2 separate regions of the Gasterosteus aculeatus genome follow, and region 2 is linked to region 1. The links are chromatin contacts, called in public Hi-C maps. All regions are on one chromosome and are shown on one strand. Each heading gives the region's core, a stretch centred on a gene start, on an enhancer-like site or on the middle of the called end of the contact. The rest is flanking DNA. Distances are from core to core; before and after follow the strand shown. Region 1 holds the start of LOC120816315 (cadherin-2). Region 2 overlaps LOC120816315 (cadherin-2).

Region 1 (3,407 bases), core at 511-3,010:
GGGTCCAGGGACGGGCCACAACCAAGTCCGTCTGATCAACACACTCTCACTCGGGACAAAACACTCCTCGTTGGAGGGAACAAAGCAATAAAAAGTAAAAGGCTAACGACCCACTGTTGTGTGCAAATAAACATTCAAGTGTCAATGTCTGAATAAACAACACAGAACAACTGCTGATGTCGAGCGGGACTATCTCTGATTATATATATTACATAATGAAATATATTATCTCTTTTTGCCTCGTCTCGATAAGGAAAACTCGGCTTTAGGGTGTGCGACAAAAGATTTTTTCTGGGAGGGGGAGATAACGGCGATGTGGCAAAGCAGGGAAATGAATAAATCTAAATGACTGGGGCTGGCGTACATCCCTAAAGCAGGACAAACAAAGTACGAAACCACAAGCCAGAGCACAACTGATGCGCAGGCATGTTGACCCTCAGCGTGGATCCAGAGGCCCTGTTGGTTTGCAGAGAGACTAAAAACTAGTCCAGCTGCAAAAATAAAACTAAATAAAGAGCGTTGCGGGTGCCATGTTTTTGTCACGGGAGTTTAAGTAAGGGGGGAAAACAGTTTTCAGAAAGGGGGGAAGAGGAGCTGGATTAGCACGTCTAACAGCAGCCGGACCACGATGCGCGGGTTTAGGATCCGCGTTAAAGTGTCCGCGGCGCTTTAAGCGTTGATCGCACCGAGCCGCTGCCGCGCGGCGGCCGCTGGAGGCCGGAGCGTCTCACGGAGACGCGACGCGCGCTAAACGTGCTCAGAAGAAGAAAAGCACACAGCGGCCGCCGCTTCATCGCAGCGAGTCGGCTTCCGGTCGGACGGTAACCTGGATTTACATCGGGATACTTTTCACCGTTGCTCGTGACGGATTTTTTCTTTTTAACCAGAGCGGCAATCGCGGGACAGCGACGTGCGTACACGTTAAACTAAACACAACCGAATTAAAACTCCTCAAACGAGTGAAACCACTCGGTGGAGACGAACACCGGGCGCCTCGTGCGCATAGTGCACTTTTCTTTTTAAGGAGAGAGAACCGTTAACCGGGCGAGCGCAGCACGTGCAGCGGGCGAGCGCGCACGGCTCCGCGCCGCCGCCGAGTCCGCGCCGCCGCCGCCGCCGAGTGGAAGCTAGCGGCTCCACGCGGGGGGCCGGAGCTCAACACACGTCGTCGTCGTCGCCACCGAAGGACGAAGGGCAGCGGAAAGTGTCCGGAGAAGGACGCTTACCTGCAGTCCGGCCAAGACCAGCAGCAGCGACAGACCGCCGCTCTCCCGGAGCGAGAACATCGCTGCGCCCGCGACCGCTCGCGTTACCCTCCTTTCGGAATCCGTGCGTGCCGCCGAAACAAAAATATGTTTGTATTTAGAAAACACGGCGGCGGCTGCGGGGAGGGAGGGAGGAAAAAAAAATCAAAACAATATCCGCGAGGACAGGAAAGCAACAAAAAATAAACCACAGGTTCCTTCTACGACAAAAGGCAGCAGCGAGCGCGAGGCAGCCTCCTCCTCCTTATGAGTCCAGCCAGCAGTGAGCGGCGCGCGGCGCCTGGTACTGAGGCTGCTGCCCCCCCCCCCCCCCCCCCTCCCACCCGGGCCCGCGCGCACACAGCGCCCGCTCACTGTCGCTCCCTGCCGGCCACACCGACTACTTCACCCCCCCTCAAACCACCATCCCCAATGACAGAGAATTATAGCATTCACGCGCAGTGTGTGGCGGTTTCTGGTGGTCCTACCAGACGTTATGGCATTTCATCTCTCATCTGGAAAGTAGTGTTAATCAACTTTAAATAACTAATTAGTCTATATATATTATATACACAGACACACACGGATAGAATAGATTAATATATACAGGTTAATTAACAACAAAACAATTACATATATATATATATATGAGAGAGAGAGAGAGAGAGAGAGAAAATAATATTATATAGGATTAATAAAAAGCATTGCTTGTATGGTTATGTAGACAATGCCAAACTGCAGATACTGCTTTGGTAGTTAATTTAACTGTAACATGACTGTCATCGATGTGGCCGAGCTGTCCCTCCAGACAAATTTAATTACCTCTCAAAAGAGAATATCTCATCCATTTCGGATCACAACAACCCGCAGTAGTTTTACGCCTGTTGAGGTCACCTTTTATTGGCCTATTGTCTTGTTTCGTTTACCCCTGCTCATTGTATTTAAATGACCCTGGCGTGAAAATGCAAGGAAAGACCATCAAACACAAGAGATTACTGTGTGAACGTCTCACCACTCAACAGCATACTGTCATACGTGCTGCTTGAGGTGTCCCGTGTTTTTAGTGCCTGATTTTCGCCTGTAGTCAAATATTAGCGTGTGATTTGTGATACGCCATGTTGTGAACTATGTCCATATGTTGTTTTTTCACTTTCAGGTTATTAGCTCCAGACTCCTCTGCTCTCAAAGCGCTTTCTGAATGTCACGAGCACTGAGGAGTAATTGAGGAGCCAATCAGTTGTCTCCCTGTCTGCATAAAGAGGAGCCTCTATTGATCAGGAGGTGGGAGATTTTGATCACATTGCCCTTAGATAATTGCTGTTTACTGCACGTTTGATCCTAAGGATTATTTATCGTCAATGTTTAGGTGTATGTGTCTTCCTCACACACACACACACACACACACGGTGTTCCTTAACCAGCTCACACAGTTTCATTAACTATTTGAATTTTGCATTCTATTCATTCATCGTGACTCAGTCTCAGAGTAAAGCTTTTTTCATGTCTCGCTAAAATATGCAATAAATAATTCCCTAACATTATCATCTCATGTGATACAGGCTGATGAAGGTTAAATTACCTTGGTTGTGCTGCAGACATCTAATTAACTACAGCGAGACGACCCCGTGGAGGAGATTGCATCTGTGAAACCCGAGATATTTCAGTTGAGCGAGAAAGAAAAAAAAAAAGAAATACTTTTTCCATCTCCATATACAATAAACTGACAGGGGGTGACTTTTCGTTCACCTCCTCCCCGGCAAGCCTGTTGTTTTCCAAGTTATTGGCGTTTTGTGGCACATGTGAGTACGTGATGGGAGCGACGCCGCTCCCCTCCTCCTACAAATCAAACCATCCGCTCCTGAGAGGCTCTGGTAATCCTAAACAAACTGTGAGCAGCATCACATCCCACTTATAGTCAGAGCACACACACACACGCACACGCACACACACACACACACACAGTGTAAATGTGCTTGTGTCTTGTAATAAGACCCGCGTGGCACTTGATACTTGTCATTGATCAGCAATTCGGATTATCCTTGTTTTGAAATATTCAAACTCTCCGTGGAGCTAAAGGACGTAACCAAAAGAAGAAAGTTAAGATAGTGGAGATATAAACAAAATGAAGACAGAGTTGGAGAAAAACTGCTCGTAGTCCCCTCA
Region 2 (3,407 bases), core at 635-3,134, 47 kb before region 1:
GTCGGGCGGCCCACGGTGAGTCAGGCCCCCCCACCGGTCATCTTCAAACGTTCTTCTAGAGAGCAACCTCTGAGCATGCACGTCTCTATATTCTGGCCGTGCCGGTTGGCGTTTTGAAGATGGCGCTCTACGTTCCCAGAAATGGGGCTGAGGTCCGCGGGGACGGTTATTGATTGGCGGAACTCGTGAGACGTGATGGATTGCTAACCGAGGGGTTGAGTTGTGCTTTGGCCACGAACCACTCTGGACCCGAGCCTGGTTTCTGCCAGGTAACACAACAAATAAGACATGAATCAACAGAAGTGAGATGAAAAAAATATATAAATAAAAAAGGTTGAGGCTTTGGCCCATCGGGAACTTGTCAACGATTTATAGCTTCCTCCGTGCTGCCGTTACGCCGCTGAAATGCTCTCAAATAAAAAGACGGATTGAATTGAAGTGCCTGTGCACTTAGCGATTATTTTCCACTTGTTAGCTTCCGTTAAGTATTTGCTCCGGGCTGCAACGCTGATAATTTGGAGAGAAATGACAGACGGATCGTTCATTTCAATTACAACCATAATCGCTGCGCTGGCGCCGGCCCCCCTCATCCCCGACCCAAGACCCACTAGCAGTTCATACGCTGAGTCAATTTCAGCCTTGTCCTTTCCTAACAACCCAGTGACCGGGGGTCCTGGGGACGATCACGGCGCTCCGTGAGGTGTTGACCCCCCCCCGGCCGGTCGGGGGGGCGCTGCGTCATGGAGGTCACTGAAGACGTGGGATAAAAGCCGGCGGTGTTTCTGTTCAGAGAACGACCTTGAAAGGGTTAAACAAATAAAAAATGAACGTCATCACATCAGCGCCGTGTCCACCTTTGACCGGCCGAGGTGGTGCCCCCCCCACACCCCCCCCCACCCTCCCCCCAAAGGTGGAAACGGGTCCAATAGACGCTTGTTTGTCCGACCAGGAGGTTAAGGTCCTTATGCTAAACCTCTGCCCAATTCATTTGTGCCACTAATTTAATTAAGAGCCACACGCTCATGGGGGGGGTGCACATTTCAGGATGCAGATCAGACACCGCCCCCTCCCCCATCCCTCCCTCCCTCCCTCCCTCCTCTGCCCTCATCAGTTAGGGTCAGATTTGGACTGAGCTCCGGATACTGGGACTGTTTCTAAGCTCTTCTGAGAAGGTTAAAATAAGGAACCCGATGAAGGACGGACATTTCGCCTCCGCCCAATAGGCCGTTGCGCTGAAGTGCGTCCGGCGAAGTGACGGCGCGCGGCGAGGAGAGCGAAAACGCAGCGGCGCCCCAGTGAAGCGATCGGAGGGATGGGTCGCTGGAGAGCGAGTTCTAATTTAAAAACATGCCGTCCAGAAACTGGGGGAGAGAACTCCATTTGTAATGCTGTGCAACTCTTGTCTGTTGGAGCTTGTGAAAAATACATGACTGCTCTTTTCATTTTACATTCTCCCTTCATGCCGGAGTCAACGACGGCCTCGGGCGAATCCAGGCTCTCTGGGTAGAAAGCCAATGCATTGCTCCTCTCATCTCCCATTTCTGCCACACTTCTACAACTCGCAAAGTGAGGGGAAGAACCATTACGTCTGAGGGAGTTAGCGTGATGTCCTCTTTGAGCTTCACGTGTGCCTGAGTGGAATTATGAGCATCCGATGAACTATTTTTAATAATAGTCATTTGGCTGCCTGATGAGAAAATGAAAGCGCACACATTGTTTCACCTCAGTCAGTTTTCCTACGACTTGTGACTAAACGATCAGCGTGCTGGATTTTAAATCCTCTTTACCTCGTTGATGAAGTCTCCGATGTCTCCAGGGTGGGGTGCTGCTGACCTCATGGGGTACTGTGGCTCGGGGTGGAGGGGTCTCTCGTCTAGACGGCGGACTCCCCCCGGCCTGATGACGTCAGGCTCTATCGTGTCCGGCTGCTGGAGCTGACTCAGGTCGTAATCCTGGAGGGGGGGGGGGGGGGGGGGGAGACAGATCGACAGATGGGGGTTAGCTTAGCGGGCGCCTGACTGTTCTTATCGACGTAGGTGAACACATCCTGCACAGAGGACGAGGTGATTCAGCGGAGGGGAAGAGAGATTTACAAGTTGGGATGCAGCTGGGAAGAGTTGTCTGTGAAGCACAAGCCTGGGGACAATCCGACACATCCCAAAAAAAAAAAAAGGCAGCACTGAGCCGGGGTCCGAGCCGAGGAACACATCACACGCCGCAGAGTGTTTGTACTCTCACCGTGTGCTGCAGGAAGGACGCGCGGGCGACTGCTTCGCTCTAATCAATGCCCAGACACGGGACGCTGGATATGCATAAGCCGTCGCTAATCCTATTAACATCACCAAGGCAACATGAGTGGCTCGCAGTTTGTGCAAAGTCATGGGCTGAAGGAGGAGCAGGGTGGGGGGCGGGGGGCTGAGCTGAATGACGGCGTGGTGTCCCGGCGACAGCAGATACGATGGAGAAAATGCCATTTGAGAATCAGGGTGTGTGCCTAATAGGCGTGCATGATGGATTGCGCCTCTTCGGAAGGTTTTCCGTAATCCGTCCATCTCTAATATCCCCCTTCAAAATTGCCTTTGCTCAGTTGTAAATTCACCTACACACAATTACGCTCACTCCCACGGGAGGGAAGGGAAAAAAAGGGGGAAACGGTAAAAGAAAATGGCTCCAATGTAAAGATAAACCCAAGAGCGATGCACAAACAGCACAGCGACACTCATGAGTATCATGGCGCATCCAAAACAAACACATCGATTATTCATGGCCAATTGGATTTCATGGGGAATGGCGCCGAACCCCTGGAGGCTCGATGCAGATGAAGAACAATAGTCCTCGTCATCTTTCAGCCGCACTGCACACGCCGACCTTCTCAGAGGGGTCAGGGGTCGGTGACAGGAAAGGCAGCACAGACGTGTAATGGCCGGACTCAGCGGGAAGGTCCAATGACATGGCGGCCCTCTCCCGGGGATCGACTCCCCCCCCCCCACACGTACTCTGGCCTGCTGGCCGGGTGGCCCCCGGCCTCTGTGACCCACATCCAAGGCCTTGCCCACTAGAGCCGCGTTTATTGATTTGATTTCAGTTTCTCAAATAATTCCCACTGGAATTAATAAAATTGTACACACAAAATTAATTCTGGAATCTGGATTAGCAATCAACCCCCCCACAAAACTCTCCCTCTCTCTGTGTGCAGTGATGGATTATCAAACATTTCCTCACTTTTGGCTATAGCTAGCTAACATGAGACGTTTATATGACTGGCTTTTACTGATGTTAAGAGGTCTTAAATAAATAAATGTACATTTGGGGAGATTTGCTTGGATGAGAACTCCTACCACTCTCACAGGTCAGCCTTGCTCAGACCTTCGTGTAACCTTTATTAAGTCTCCCTCTCTGGCCTCGAT

Evidence for each region. Hi-C and Micro-C count contacts between places; a contact is called where the count stands out from the background.
Region 2: a Hi-C map of whole body shows a contact between it and region 1, with 1.8 times the contacts expected there. The contact joins the enhancer-like site here to the promoter of LOC120816315 in region 1. A contact is called at or near these places in 3 of 6 Hi-C or Micro-C datasets (skeletal muscle and whole body).

What each region holds. Positions count from the first base shown.
Region 1 is chr3:888,810-892,216 of fGasAcu3.hap1.1, reverse strand. LOC120816315 (cadherin-2) reads right to left here and starts at 1,760. Exons shown (of 16, transcript XM_078098579.1): 1 at 1,227-1,760. The coding sequence starts at 1,286. LOC144405449 (a long non-coding RNA gene) reads left to right here and starts at 2,401. Exons shown (of 2, transcript XR_013467042.1): 1 at 2,401-2,525; 2 at 2,804-3,001.
Region 2 is chr3:935,453-938,859 of fGasAcu3.hap1.1, reverse strand. It overlaps LOC120816315 (cadherin-2), which reads right to left. Exons shown (of 16, transcript XM_078098579.1): 15 at 1,788-1,952. Among protein-coding and RNA genes, the nearest start is that of LOC120816315, 47 kb to the right of the region's middle. Within about 2 kb of position 1,884, at least 1 of the 9 cell types and tissues checked has open chromatin away from gene starts, as enhancers often do.